Regions from separate parts of the Mus musculus genome. Here region 2 is linked to region 1. A link is a contact called in public HiChIP or PLAC-seq data. All regions are on one chromosome and are shown on one strand. Each heading gives the region's core, a stretch centred on a gene start, on an enhancer-like site or on the middle of the called end of the contact. The rest is flanking DNA. Distances are from core to core; before and after follow the strand shown. Region 1 holds the start of Cytip (cytohesin 1 interacting protein). Region 2 holds the start of Baz2b (bromodomain adjacent to zinc finger domain, 2B).

What was found. HiChIP or PLAC-seq counts read pairs in DNA pulled down with a chosen protein or histone mark.
Region 2: an H3K27ac HiChIP or PLAC-seq map of regulatory T cell precursor shows a contact between it and region 1, with 10 times the contacts expected there. The contact joins the promoter of Baz2b here to the promoter of Cytip in region 1. A contact is called at or near these places in 1 of 39 promoter capture datasets (pre-B cells), 1 of 484 Hi-C or Micro-C datasets (B cells) and 2 of 115 datasets of contacts at active chromatin or transcription factors (large pre-B cells and regulatory T cell precursor).

Annotation. Positions count from the first base shown.
Region 1 is chr2:58,158,484-58,161,744 of GRCm38.p6, forward strand. It overlaps Cytip (cytohesin 1 interacting protein), which reads right to left and starts at 1,639. Exons shown (of 8, transcript NM_139200.4): 1 at 1,399-1,639. The coding sequence starts at 1,572.
Region 2 is chr2:60,124,015-60,127,624 of GRCm38.p6, forward strand. It overlaps Baz2b (bromodomain adjacent to zinc finger domain, 2B), which reads right to left and starts at 1,726. Exons shown (of 36, transcript NM_001001182.3): 1 at 1,449-1,726.

The DNA.
Region 1 (3,261 bases), core at 389-2,888:
GTGCAGTTATTAACAGTATTTTTCCTGGTAAGTGATATATGCCGAGAACAAATAGTAGGATAGCAAATGATCAGAATTTGGTGTAATGGCTTTGTATTAAATAGAAAGAGAAACAGACTGCTCTCTGTTTAGAATCTGAGTAAACCCGTTGGCGTTTCCTGTGTTGCCCATTTATAAATCGATACAGATGTTCACCAAACTTTGTATTATAAAAACACGTTGGATTGAGAATGACAATCAACTACTAGCAAATGAGCTTCATCACTGTGGAAAATGCCAAGGAATCCACTCACCACATCAGGTCCTGACTCTCCCCTACGCTTCAACTTTGTAATGCTGAAGTTAGATGAGCTCAGAGGAGAACACAATATGCACAATGTAGTAAGCCACAAAGCTGTGTTTTAAGTCAGTTCTAAACATCTTGTGCATGACTGTTTATATAAATTCAAATACACACCTTGGACCTTATAGAAAAGTATATGATCAAAATACATAAAGTGGTATATAGTTCATTCTTATGTATTACAAATGGAAGACCAAAGATTCAGAACAAATTCACTAGACACATACTTTTCCAGTTGAGTTTTCATCTCTAAAGACATTTCATAAAAATTTTCGAACAGCCTTTATTGAGTGCTGAGTGCCCTGTACATTTCCTTACTTAAAGGGCAGAGGGTTCAAGGAAGTTGTTTCTGCTGTTACCTAATCAAGTGAATGGAGTTTAGTTTGATAGCTTCCTTTTCAGAAAGACATAATGTGAGGGGGGCAGCTACCAACTTGCTCTGTATGCCACAGCTACCAAGCAGCCCATTCACCTCCCCGAAATAGTCCTACTTCCCAATAGCCCAAGGTTCTATCATTGCTCCAGGACTGAAGAATTCACTTGGCTGACAGAGGTAGTGTTCAAGGAGAAGTCTTCTCTCGATTGTGAACTGACGGGGCCTGGAGGTAAGCCCAGAGGGAGACAATGAACAGACACACAAACGGAGGAGTGTTGATCGTGTGGGTTGTGTACCTGTAAACGACCTTCATGTTCATTGTTCTCAACAACTTTCATTTTACCTGAGCACATCTTTAAATGAAGATAAATATTTGAGTCTTACTTTAAAAAAAAAAAAAAGTGACTGTTTTTCTATCCTTCAACTGTGATACTATCTCTGGTAGACATGTCACCTCCCCCCTCACATGTACTCTCAGTCATTAACTCCTAAGTTAATTGGGTAGTAGACAGAGGTTCTCCTCAGGGAAAAGAACTCTCCTTTGAATAAGAACCGAAATGACTCCTAAGCGCGGGGAATAAGGCTGGTAGTCAAAGTTAACAGAGACACGCAGGAGCAGGTACCACTTTCAGCAGAGGTCAGGCAAACGTGAACACTCTAGACAGCGCAGCAACCTTACCTGCTTTCGTCCCCGGGGCAAAGTAGCTACAGTGTCTGCCAGCACTTGAATCCTTCGGTTGTCTTCCATCGTGAGCTGGCCCGTGAGGACGGAGTAGGAGCCGTAGGCAGAGTCAGCACAGTACTCCAAATTGCCATTGCTGCCCTGCCGCTGCAGAAACCTTTGCAGAGACATTGTGGGCAAAGATTAATCCCGCCAACACATGGTTCCCTGGCCTTGCAGGAGGGAGGAAGCGAAATGCACAGCCCTCTGACACGCAGTCGAAAAAGTAGCAAAGCCAACAGAACCCATGTGACTGCTGTGGTTTGAGACACTGTTGCACAAAGCCTATAGAGGAGGTCACTCCTACTCTCCAGTGCTCCTGAGAGAACCTTGCGTTCCTTTTCTACAATTAAAAAAAAAAAAAAAGAAAAAGAAAAAAATCAGTGTACTTTTCCTCCCTCAAACAGCCGGAACATAGAGTTTGATACTCTATGGCTACGGGTACTCAAAACAGAATTTTCCAGAGAAAGAAAAGAAAAGAAAACAACTTTGTTCAAGTTCGCTCATTTGCTTCCTACCCGTTTGCTCATTTAATATTAGCACCCCCGTGCACTTAACAGACTGTGCCCTCACTCACTCTTTTGGCTGTAAATGTCACAGGTGCTGGCCAGGTTGTTCTCTGGTAAAGTCCTTGTGGTGTTCCTCCCTCTACCTCATTAAAGTTCATCAAAAATGCATTCTGTCCCTAGAGCTGTAGCCGTTTGACATTCACCTAATTGCCTTTATGCCGCTTTATTCTTACCGCAATTACCCATCAGCTTTATAAGAACATAACGGGGAGGGGAAGGAAAGGCAGCGTATTTAGTGCAGAACATTGTTCGTATCTGGGGCTACTCATACCTACAACTTTAGGGGGGAAGAAAGCAGTGGGAAAGAAGGGGGTAGTCAAGCTGAGATAACACAGGATGGTTCCTGTGGCAGTGTGCCATCACGGTGGGGGGAGGGACTTGAAAACAGTTGCTTTTTTTATTTTTTAAATTTTGTATTTTTCAAGTAGTTGAAGATAACGGGTTTCACCCAGAAGCAGGAAAGTACGTAAAAGGCAGAATCAAAGCAAAAATAAAAAGGAGAAGTTTTAAATAGCACAGAAGTCAAACACGCACGTAAAAGTCGTTTGGAAGGTCACTACTAGAGTTTACAAGAGTTAGAAAAGCTCCGAGCTAGAATGGAATGCGTGCACTAGAACTCGAAGTGGGTTCAACCCAAGCAGAACTGGCCAAGTGTGAGTCATAAAGTCGTCAGAATTAATGAAAAGAGGAAGCCGGATCGGAGAACGGTAACGCTCTAACACAGCATGACTCCTTACTGTTGGAACTGAATAAGAATAGAAAGAAGACGATGTCCCTTAAAACATATAAAATCTAAGTTGGAGATTACAAGCACACATCCTTCTAGGGGGCAGATATGTGTAATTCAAAAGAAAGTGCTGGTAACTTTGGTAGCTTAACAATTTTTTTTTTCCTCTAGGAATTTTACAGTCAGGTAAATGTGTTAATACTTGCAAACATTGAATCAAGCCAAGTTCTATAGATGAAAACAGTAACTGTACAAATTCAGTGTTATGAGGTATTAGTCTGTAGATTGCAGACATTAATGATTGACTGGAAGCATGTTTCACTATATGCCATAAAATGCACCTAACATGCTGACTCTTTCAATAACTACATTTACATTTATATTCCACTAGTATTAAAAAAAAACAAAGGCACATCTGCTCCCTGCCCATACACATCAGTCAGGCCACACCCATGAATGTATTTACGAACTGGCCAACCATGATGGTTCGGGTCTCTCTTCTGATTCTTGAGGCCTGCATCGTGC
Region 2 (3,610 bases), core at 476-2,975, 2.0 Mb after region 1:
ATTCTTTTAAAATGTAAATAGCACGAAAGAGGAGAACACAATTGTAAAAGGGGAGGTAGACACCCCAAGTGATGGATATATAAATAGTAACTATTCTCAATTTGTTAGATCTGTGGAACCTCCCAAGAAAAGAACTATATTGTTACAAATACACTTAAAAAATTTTTTTAAAACCCTCGTGCACAAAACTAGGTGGATACTAAGTGACACAGTAAAAAGTTTCGATCATTTTTTAAAAAAATAATCTTCCACTTGTTACCAAACATGGTTTTGCGATCCGTTCTGAATGCAAAATACAAAAATAAAGTGCACAACTTATCACTAGCCTCTAAGTTACACGATTCCGAAAAACGAGAAAATTTTGAGGAAAACAAAAAACCACTTTGGGGAAATTTTCTTGATAAAAGTTTACATGACGTCACATGGCCCCCTGAACCGTTCCTAACTTTGAGCCTTATCCAGGCACACTTTTTTTCATTTCTATGGCTCCTTTCCCTTCCTTAAAAATTAAAAGAGACAGACAGACTTGGGAATAAAAATTGCCCAAGATGGCGAAACGCTTGTTGTTTAGAGGGCAGGGGGAAAAATGGAGGATATTGTAATATACACAAAGGGATAAATTTCAACAACTCGGCCACGGACTGCAGCTGCTTCTCGCTTCACAAGGAAACAACACACAAAAGATAAACACGGAGGAGAGGGGAAGAGGAGCCAGCCCCCACCCCGCGGGGCCGGCTCCGAGTCCCGGCACACTTCCTAGCCTTTCCCGATCCCAATTCTGGGGTTCGCGGAACTACTTTAGGGGAGGGGAGCGGGGCGTCGCGGGGGAGGGAGGACGCGGAGCCCGAGGACCCGGAGCCCAGCCCGCCAGGCCGCCGCGGCCCCAGGACGCCCGGAGCCCTCCCGGAGCCGAGCCGCCCGGTACCCGCCGCCCGGGGCCGCGGCCCCACCCCCACCCGGCTCCGGAGCCCCAGCGGCCTGGCGCGGTTCGGCGGGAGCGAGGCTGCGGGCCCCGGGCGGAGGCGGGGGCGGCCAGGGCCCGGCGCCTCGGGAGCTGCCCCGCGGGGCGCCGCAGCGGGCCGGGCTGGAGGACGCCGCGAGGCCGGCGGCGAGGGCGGCGGGCACAATGGAGGGACGAGGCCCGCCCGGCCGCTCGCTCGCCCGCCCGCCCGCGCCCGCACTCCCAGCAAAGTTTCCGTTCCGCGGAGCCCGCACCCCCCACACACACACCCCGCCCGGTACCAGGGCCCCGCGCCCCGCGCCCTCCGCCCGGGACTCTAGTCGGGACCCCAGAGCCACCGCTGCGTCGCAGCCGCACAACAAAGAGCCACACCGGGCGGCGCGGGTAAACAGCGGCGGGCGCCTCGGGAGGGCTCCAGCCCGCAGCCGCCGCTCTCCGCCCGGAACCCACCTCGCCCGCACCCCCGCACCCCGGCTCTCAAACTCACCTTCACTTTCGAACTGAGTTGCGGGGGAAGGGATTTTCGCCCTTCCCGGGTGCGGGTTAAGCTTTTCGGAATCCCCACCGCCTCCTTATTTCTCTTCTAATTCCTGCCAGAAAGTCTAGGGAGTTGGAGTGGAGGTGAGATCCGTGATCGCGAAAGCCCTGGCTCCCTCCGTCCCCGTCTTCCGCCGCTCGCTCTCTGATTAGTTCCTATCCAGCAGCAGATTGAAGCAGGAGATGATTCTTCTCAAGGTTTGTTCAGCAGCTTCACTTCTAGGCGAAGGCTTCATGAACCAAGTGACGTCAACCAACAAGGCTTCTCTCTCTCTCCTCTCTCTAACAATGAAAGTTGCTGTTAACAAGGGAAAAAAGAGCGAGAGAATTGTTTATACCATTTCAGTTCCAATAATAAATGACCTATCAGCTCTAAAAGGAGCCAAGGGAGGGGGCTGCTTCTTCATTCCAAGAATACTGTATCTTTGAGTTTGCACCGCTCCTCGTCCCAAGAAAAAGTTAAGAAACTTACATGTTTTGTTTTGCTTTTCGGGGGGCGGGGAGGGGGGGACAGAACTGAATACTTAATTTAAAAAAAAAAAAACTTAAACGGACTGTTAGGGAACACAGATAAGCCATCTCCACCAACTTTTATGTTTGTAAACTAGGAATTGTGTTGGAGTCTACACGCTAAATTAATATGCCAAGAATTTGTGCATGCTAGGGCTTTAAAAAGCAGGGCGCAAGGCGATCTCAAGGTAAACTACTAATGCTTTTCCATGGACGAATTTAAATGCTTGTGATGTTCATGGTGTGAATCAATAATATTCAAATGAATAAACACTAAGTTCTTTTACAGTTATTTGTATAATCTGTAAGCCGTAATCTCATTTTTTTTTCTAGTTTCGGTTAAGAAAAAAAAAAAAGCTAGTTAAACTGTAAGAACTAAACACTTTAAAAGACTAATAGCCCATTACCAACTAAACGTGCTGTGCTCCATCAGAGCCCCAGAATGTCAGCTGGCTGTCTCAATTTTTAACCTTCCACTCCCCAATTCCCTTCAACCAATCAAGTTAAACTAAAGGCAAAGAACACCCCGTTCCCTCCAACAGTGTACCCGCAGTCTCCTAAAAACGAGTTAAAAAAAAAAAAAAAACCCCTTAACCTAGGTACACGTTATTACCCACGAAGACAAAAAGGTCATTTAAAATATATATATATTAAGGTGTTTATTAAGAACACAATAAACTCTTGAAGTTTGTGTAATTACAAATTAGATAATTTAGTTTTCAGAATGAAGACCAAGTAAAAATGTAGTTCTCAGAGAATGATTTGCCCATGTATTATTTTATGCGTGCATATGTGGCTAGATGTATCCTAAAAGATGCTATTGTTTTATGTTTCCTCCTCAGCCACTGGCTGTGATTTTAATTGTGCTGGAGGATCTTCATTAGTATTAACACATGGGGAGATTTCACAAAGCTGCTTCATTAGGAAGGAAAAAAAAGCTGGCAGACTAGGTCTTTTTGCATGCTCTGAGAATGTCAGCCTTACCTCGGTCATTTGTAACATAATAAGTGCAAGTACAATGATTGCGAGGCAGGAGCGTGGGGGAAGGGCGGCGATGCTGCTGTCTAATAGGGGCATCTGAAAAGACGGCTGCTCATTACATAGTAATGTATGCTAAAAATTAGTGAAGATGATGTCTCGGGAGACTGATGCTAAATAAATTAATGTGCTGATATGTTTTTAATTATTATTTTTGTAGTAGTTTATTTCAATCTTAGGATTCACATTGAGCAGCAGAGCTGTGCGAGCACTTATTGATTTTTTTTCCCTGCCACATTCCCGGAATACAGATTTTAATCATTTCACTACACCACACTCAGTAATTTCATTAAAACCTGGAATCTTCCATCCCCAGAAAAGCATTTAATTTCAATGACATACAATTTCTCTTTTAGCAGCAGACTGTCTCTCTAGTAAAGCTGGCCTAAGGTTCAAATGCATGATTTAATCCTGAGTTTGCCAGGCTTTGCGCTCCTTACAAACTATAATTTCAGTAACTACCTAATAACTGTAATAAAGACAATAATTCTCCTACAATATATTATTAACTCATATTTAATTAACTCAGAGGCCAAGCTCTGCACATGTATGACCAGGTCACCA